2 separate regions of the Arachis hypogaea genome follow, and region 2 is linked to region 1. The links are chromatin contacts, called in public Hi-C maps. All regions are on one chromosome and are shown on one strand. Each heading gives the region's core, a stretch centred on a gene start, on an enhancer-like site or on the middle of the called end of the contact. The rest is flanking DNA. Distances are from core to core; before and after follow the strand shown.

Region 1 (3,908 bases), core at 70-2,569:
GAATTCTTCTGTACTTTCAAAAGCTTGCCATGAATTCCTCTATTACCAAACCACCATGACTGATTCACAATATCCCTATACCCAGGATGAGTAGCCCAAGCAGCAACAAATCAGAAAAGTCGATTCCCTTTAGGTTGAGGATGACCTTTACAACGCACCAGAATAGGGCAATGATCAGATTGAAGACTATTTAAAACTTCTGCATAAGCCTCTGAAAAGATAGATAACCAACTACTATTTATACAGACTCGATTAAGCTTTTTTGCCACGTCAACATAATTTTTCACCCTCCTGTACCAAGAAAATTACCTCCCAATAGTCTTCAGATCAAACAAACCACTATCCCCTAATGAAGTAGCAAACATGTCTGCTCTTTGATGAGAAAATTGACAACCCTTAGATTCATGAGAAAATTTGACTTCATTAAAATCACCAAGAACGATCCAAGGTCCTTGAAAAATCATGGATTGTGCAACAAGATAATCCCAAAGGAGAACCCTTTTATTAAATTGAGGACTGCCATAAATACCATTACACCTCCAAATTAAAGTATCAAATTGAACCTCAACAGTAACACCCTGATCAAAAGTATCAATGAACTTACAACAAACACCCTTCATAGAGGATAGAAACCAAATACCTCCCCTATGCTCCTCTACTTCTACTATACCAATAGAGTGATACCCCAACCTTTCCCAAAACAATTTTAAATGCTGAAAAGGAGAGTGTGTTTCAACCACAATAAAAAAAGGTCTAAATTTTCTAACAAGTTCCTTACAATGCGCCCGGGCTAACTTATTAGAAACACCCATAATATTCCAGACAAACATATTTAAACTTCCATAAATAATAGGGACAGAATAAATAAGAACATAAACTATAAATAGAATCACCAACCTCAATAGGTGGTTTGTCCTGCAGTACTGGCATACTCTGATCCTCAATAATTACCACTTTCGGACCCCTAATACTGTATCTGTCATGCTTCCATCTACTAAGGTTTCTTCCGTTGTGCCACCATTTTTATAACCTGGCGAGTTCTGTAGGGAGGAAAGCCGAGGACGCTTCCGTAGAGAAATTTCATGACGTGCAGGAGTTCTGCGCGATGAAGATGGCGCAATTTCATGTTTTTTTCACTTCCCCATCCTAATGCCAATTAATTTGCCTCTATCATCGTACAAATTGAGTCTTGGAATCCTTCTTAAACCATACTTGAGCTGAATTTAAACACACCCAAAAAAAGGAAATTAATTTTTCAATTTTTAAAAATTATGTCTGTATAACATAAAAATATAATAGTTAATTTTACCATACACCTCATCTGACTTGGAGGGAAAATAACATAGATTAGATGAAAGTTTCTATAGAAAATGTTAAATTAAATTAGATAAAAGTTAAAATATCGTCGTCCTCCTCAGTCTTGTGTTTATTCGTTCTCCATTGTCACTAACCTCTGCTTCTGACCACACCAATCCCCTATCTCTTTCCCTCTCTGTTCTTCAACTGTGCCTGTGACTGCGATCACACGAAAGCTCTCTTCGCTTAAACCCCAAAATGCCCGAACCAGAAGAATCCCACAACGGAGTCCAACCCGAGCCTAATCCCCAATCACTAACGGACCAAAATCCCAATCCTCAGCCAGAGCCACAATCGAATCCTGAGCCTGTTCATGCAGCACAAGCGCGATCAGAGCCAGAACCTAGATCCGAAGCTGATCCAGCTGTTAACAATGATGCAGATCTCAGTGAAACCGCGATCCGTTCCAACCACACGGTGGATGCCAACCCTCCGGCGCAACCTCAGCTTCGGAAAGACGAAGGGAACCGAACCTTCACAATGAGGGAATTGCTTAACGGATTGAAGAACGAGTCCGAACCTGACAAAGAAGATTCCAATTCTCCCCGCACGTTAGCGCTCTCTCTCTCTGAACATTAAAAATCGAGAAAATGGAGTAAATTACGATTTATTTAGCGATTTCGCAGTGATGAATGTTTGATTGAAAATTGTCGACCGTGAATTAGTACTTGAAAATACGTACATTTTCAACGTTGAAGAACTACATATGATGTCCAAAATAGAAAATACGTGAAGAAGAAGTTTTTGAGCATTTACTCATTTTTAGCTCCTAAACTAACTGCTTGTAGTCATTTGAATTATTATTCATATATTGTTGTGGTAAATCTGAATGATAGAAATGGGTTTGAATTTGGGAGTGGTTTCACCTTGCGCAACATGTAATGTGATCTGTAATGCATGATTTGGGAAATTTGCAGCCATCAGAGTCAACAGCAGCAGCAGCAGCAAACACAGCAGAACAACGCTGCAATGGAGTTGATAAACAGTGTTGTAGGTGCCGACGAGGAGGGCCGATCGCGGCAACGGATTCTCACATTTGCTGCCAGGAGGTATTGTCACTTTGCCCGTCTATACAATGAAAAAATATCACATTGGGAAATTCTATCAAAACTTGGACCCTGCATTGTCGTTTTTTGAGAATTTTTGGAGCTTCATGGCCATAAACTGCAATTTTTATATGTTTCTTGTGGAAACCTTTATGAGCTTGTAATTTCTTACATGAACTTTGTAGGTATGCTACTGCAATTGAGAGGAATCCAGATGATTATGATGCACTATACAATTGGGCATTGGTGCTTCAGGTCTGAACAGCTGTCTTGATTTATTGTTGTTGTAAAATCAAAGTCAGCTGTTTTTTGAATCACTTATTGAATTTCTGTTTGCTCTTGGCTTGATTTTAATTTTACTCTTCATTTTAGGTTAGATTATATGCTTTTAATGTGATTGAAGCATTCAGTACAAATTATTCTATCACATTACATGGTATATAAGTGTGCATTGACATTCCATGCTTTAATCTGATTGAAATATGCATTTTGCATATCCTCATGAAATGGGATTGCAATTGCAGCTTCATATGTGTTGTATGTTAGAAATACATGGATATCGATTACCATTTTTCCAAGTGCCAGCATTACATGGTATATAAGTGTGCATTGACATTCCATGCTTTAATCTGATTGAAATATGCATTTTGCATATCCTCATGAAATGGGATTGCAATTGCAGCTTCATATGTGTTGTATGTTAGAAATACATGGATATCAATTACCATTTTTCCAAGTGCCAGCAGATGTGAGCTTTATTTCTTAAACTGTCCTCTCAATCTTTGTTATGTTGTCATGCAGGAAAGTGCAGATAATGTTAGTCCAGATTCCACTTCACCTTCCAAAGATGCTTTACTCGAGGAAGCTTGTAAAAAATATGATGAGGCCACTTGCCTATGCCCCACACTACATGATGTATGTAAGGGTATCCTTTCCTGTGGAATCCTAACAAATGACTTTTTATTTGGGTTGTGCCCAGGAAGAGAAAACAAACTTTTTTTTTGGGGGGGGAGCTAATATCAATAACATAGGCTTGGTACTCAATAACTTTCACTATATAGCATTTTGGCTGATTCCACTGCTTGGACATGTTATCTTGAGGTCACACAGACTCAACTATTGGCCTGTTATTCCAAGGATCCCTTTCAATTCCATTCTAAATAACAAGCCATAATTGAATGCCTGTTATTTTATTGAATATTTTGTGAATTTGTGTCAATTTTTACCTAGGATCTGGGTAAGGGTGTAAGTGAGATTAATAGAAGGTAGATCTGAACTGGAGTAGTTGAACCTAATGAGCCTGACCCATAGATGATACTTTGTACATAAATTAGTCTGGCCACGATAATATTCAAATAACACACACGACATACATGTGAAGGTTACAAAATATCATGCTTATATAATTAAATTTACTTCGAATATTTTATTGAGATATTGCCTATTAACAACTTGGTCTAACAGTAGAATTTCTCAAGCTTGGCTCATTTATTAAACAAGCTTCTG
Region 2 (3,969 bases), core at 546-3,045, 450 kb after region 1:
AATCTCATGGGAAAAAAGAACTTCGTTAAAATCTCCAAGCAAAAGCCAGGGCCCTTGATATGCTAAAGACTGCATGATAAAGTGATCCCAAAGAAGAAATCTATTTTGAAATTGAGGGCTTCCATAAATTCCACTACACCGCCAAGACAAATTTTTCAACTGAACTTAAACACTGATTAAAGACATCAATTACGGTGTAGCGAATTCCCGACAAGAAAGAAAGAAACCAAATCTCTCCCTTGTGACCCACAGCTTCCCCTATACCAACTGGAGAATATCTAAGATACTCCCAAAAGAACTTCAGATTACGAAAATAAGAATGAATTTTACCATTAATAAAAAAAGTATGAGAAAATTTTCTTACTAATTCTCTACAATGCACCCGAGCCATCTAATTAAATGCACCCATAATGTTCCAAATAATGATATTAAGACTATCCATAAAAAACATCCCCAAAAGAAAGAAGAACTAAATAGGGTTTCTAAAACGGCAGACATGTTGATGATTTGGACTTTTCGTTTAAAGTTTCCTTCTCTTGGCCACCCACAACCATTGCTTTCTGGCCTCTGACGTCGTAGCCACCGTTTCTCTGCCATCTTTTTCTACTGATGAATTTTGTAAGGAAAGTGGTTTTTGTCGCTCGCGATAGGAATGGTTTGCAACCTCTCCCTGTTTTTGATTGCTCACTTGGCCTTGGATCATATTCTCTTATTTCCTTTTATGAAAACCCCAAGTTCCCTTGCTCTTGGACACATCCACACGAGAGTATTTGGATTTGGGCTTGAAATGAGATCATGATGATGGAAAGAAGGTCCCTTAGATTGGGCTTGCTTTTTGGACTTTAGACCCACATGAAATTTACCTTTACATAGCATTTGTGTCAAACCATCCATCTTTTCTGCTTGTGAAGTTTCCACGTTATTATCATGTATAACATTTGTCTCAACTATCGGGGTAGCTTTAGTTACGTGTTCTCTTCCAAGATTTTTGCCAAATTAAAAATTTTCTTTTTCAACATGCCCCGATTTTTTTGAATTTGAACTTGCCGGCTGTTGTGGAACAGTTTACTCCGTCTTGACATTAGTCACGCCAACCTCCGTCACCGTTCTACTCTTTGCCTTGCACGCCATCATATCATGGCCAAACTTTGCACATGACTCACATATTAAATTTAGACTCTCGTACTTCACAATGATCTTCTTAACCACTTGTAAATCCAAATTAATCTGGACATAAATATAGACATATCTTTCTCTTTTTGTCATTTTGGTAGCCAAATCAACTTTAATCAGATTTTCTATTGCAACCACGATACGAAACATTGCTTGTTTCTAGTAACACTAAATCGAAAGGCCTGAAACTCTAATCCATATCAAAGTTGAATCAAAAGATCGTTCACAAAAACGAGATTCTTCATCCTATGATTTTACCGCCACATAAGGTCCTTCGATCAACCAAGGACCCTAGCATGACTTTGTCCAAGAAATATCCGACCTCCCGTCTAATAATTCAAAACCACCCTTATTACGCCAAACCACTCTAAGTTTATGAGAAAGAGCAATATAACTATATCGTTTATTCAAAACTTTGATCACTATAATCTTTCTATAGAATTCTGCCAGACAACTCTTCCCTTTCTTAAAAAAGGTAACAATAAATATAGCAGAGAGTTGCCTTATTTTTTCGTCATGTCTACCAAACCTTCCTCTCAATTTCAAAGTCTTAGTCGTCTTTGTATCCATAATTTTATCTCTAAAAAAGACCTTAATCGGCTTCAAACTTTTTTCATGAAAGAAATTTTCCAAATCTCCTAATACAAACCTAACCTCACTCTTTCCTTTATCACTTCCTCCCGCAATACCATCTATGCTTTTGTGTTTCACCCTCGAACCCTCGCTCCCGTCACACCTTCACTCATGAGAGCAAGAGTTATTATTTCCTTATTTGATCCCACGCTTATAAAATTTAAAAGAGTAAATATAATATTTTTTTATTTATTTAAAAAAAATCCGGAGAGGAAAGGAGAGGAGTGAGAACTGAGAAGGAAAGAGGGCAGGGAAAGCGAACCGGTGCGAAGTGAAACGAACAGTACAAGTACATGGAGGGACAAGATGAAGCCCAAAGCAGGAACATGGGACACGTCAGCAGCTAGAGAAGACCAGTCGATAGTATGAGAGCGTGTGTTGTACTTCCTCTCTCCCTTCTCCCTCTCCTAGGCCGGCACACCACCAGACAAACCCTCTCTCCTCTCCCTCTCTCTCCCACACAGCTCCCTAAATCGCAGGAACAAGCACCAACCTATTCTTGCAACAAAGAATCATTTCAAACTCCCAAACACACCACAAAAGTCAATTCTCTTTCTTTCGAGTTCCAATAATCTTCATCGAGATGCGGGTCAACACTGCTCAACCCACAGTCTGACCAACCTAAGCAGATCCCCTCTCTTCCTCTCTAATTTCATTCATCCATCCATCACCAACAATAACAAAACAAACATGACCTCTTCTTCTTCCTATTATTCTAGAAGCTTCTCGGCGAACCCGCGGGACTACAAGCTTCTAGAAGAAGTCGGATTCGGCGCTAGCGCAACCGTCTACCACGCCGTTCACATCCCCTCGAACGAGCAAGTCGCCGTGAAGGTCCTGGATCTGGACCGATGCAACAGCAACTTCGACGACATACGGCGAGAGGCTCAGACCATGAGCCTCATCGATCACCCCAACGTCGTCCGCGCCATCTGCTCCTTCGTCGTCGACCGTAGTCTCTGGGTGGTTATGCCGTTTATGGACCAAGGCTCCTGCCTCCACCTCATGAAGGTCGCATACCCCGACGGCTTCGAAGAAGATGCCATTGGATCCGTACTCAAGGAGACACTCAAGGCTCTTGACTACCTCCACCGCCATGGCCACATCCACCGCGATGTTAAGGCTGGGAACATACTTTTGGATTCCAATGGCGATATCAAACTTGCTGATTTCGGTGTTTCTGCTTGCATGTTTGATGCCGGCGATAGGCAGCGTTCCAGGAACACTTTTGTTGGAACTCCTTGCTGGTTTGATTTCTCAATTCTATTTTCTGTTTTTAATTGTTTCATTTATTTAAGCCAGAGAAGAATTGATTGCTTTTCAAGATTTCAACTGGTTATTAGGATGGTGTTTAGGGTGCTATATTATTACTCAGAGTATATAGATATGTGATTGATAGGTATGTGTTTATCTTTGTAGGATGGCACCGGAGGTGCTGCAGCCTGGAACTGGTTATAATTTCAAGTGAGTATCTTTAATGATTAATCATTGATCATCGTACAATTTTTATCTCCCCCCCTTCCCCTCCTTTTGATTCTTGGTGTGCTGTGTTTGTGGATAATTGTGGGAAAAGGTGGTTGAACTGCCAAGAATTTGGCTTTGGCTTGGCTTGGCATGGCATTGTTGCGGCTGTTCATGATGAGCATACTTTGGCATCTAAAAGCCAGAAGCGAAAACGCACAATTTTTTATTTACCGAATAGAAAAGATTTGTTCATTCTTTCATAAGTTAGAGCACTACTAAACCTATCCTTACATGCCTTCGAGCTTTGCAAGATTTTTTCCCCTTTTAAAACGTGTGAATGGAATGTTTGACAGGGCTGATATATGGTCTTTTGGGATTATGGCTCTTGAGCTGGCTCATGGTCATGCACCTTTCTCGAAATATCCTCCCATGAAGGTATTTGTTATTTGTCTGAGTTGAGACTTGAGACGCCTGGAAATGTATTAAAAATGGACCTATTTCAAGATCTTGCATTGTGTAATTTGTAACATAGGAATCAGAGAATGACTTGGCGTTTGTTTTGCAAATAGGTGCTTCTAATGACCATACAGAATGCCCCTCCGGGCCTTGATTATGATCGGGATAGGAAGTTCTCTAAGGTATTCGTGTTCTTTCTGCCTGGTTTTATTCGTTTCACGTATCAAGGCTATAGCCTGTTAT

The links. A called contact is a pair of places that touch in the nucleus more often than the background predicts.
Region 2: a Hi-C map of leaf shows a contact between it and region 1, with 2.7 times the contacts expected there. The contact joins the promoter of LOC112711049 here to the promoter of LOC112711044 in region 1. A contact is called at or near these places in 2 of 8 Hi-C or Micro-C datasets (both in leaf).

What each region holds. Positions count from the first base shown.
Region 1 is chr9:73,425,070-73,428,977 of arahy.Tifrunner.gnm2.J5K5, forward strand. LOC112711044 (protein HLB1) reads left to right here and starts at 1,320. Exons shown (of 14, transcript XM_025763584.3): 1 at 1,320-1,907; 2 at 2,274-2,405; 3 at 2,588-2,657; 4 at 3,204-3,317. The coding sequence starts at 1,555.
Region 2 is chr9:73,877,656-73,881,624 of arahy.Tifrunner.gnm2.J5K5, forward strand. It overlaps LOC112711049 (serine/threonine-protein kinase BLUS1), which reads left to right and starts at 1,796. Exons shown (of 20, transcript XM_025763593.3): 1 at 1,796-3,053; 2 at 3,226-3,270; 3 at 3,624-3,705; 4 at 3,840-3,908. The coding sequence starts at 2,497.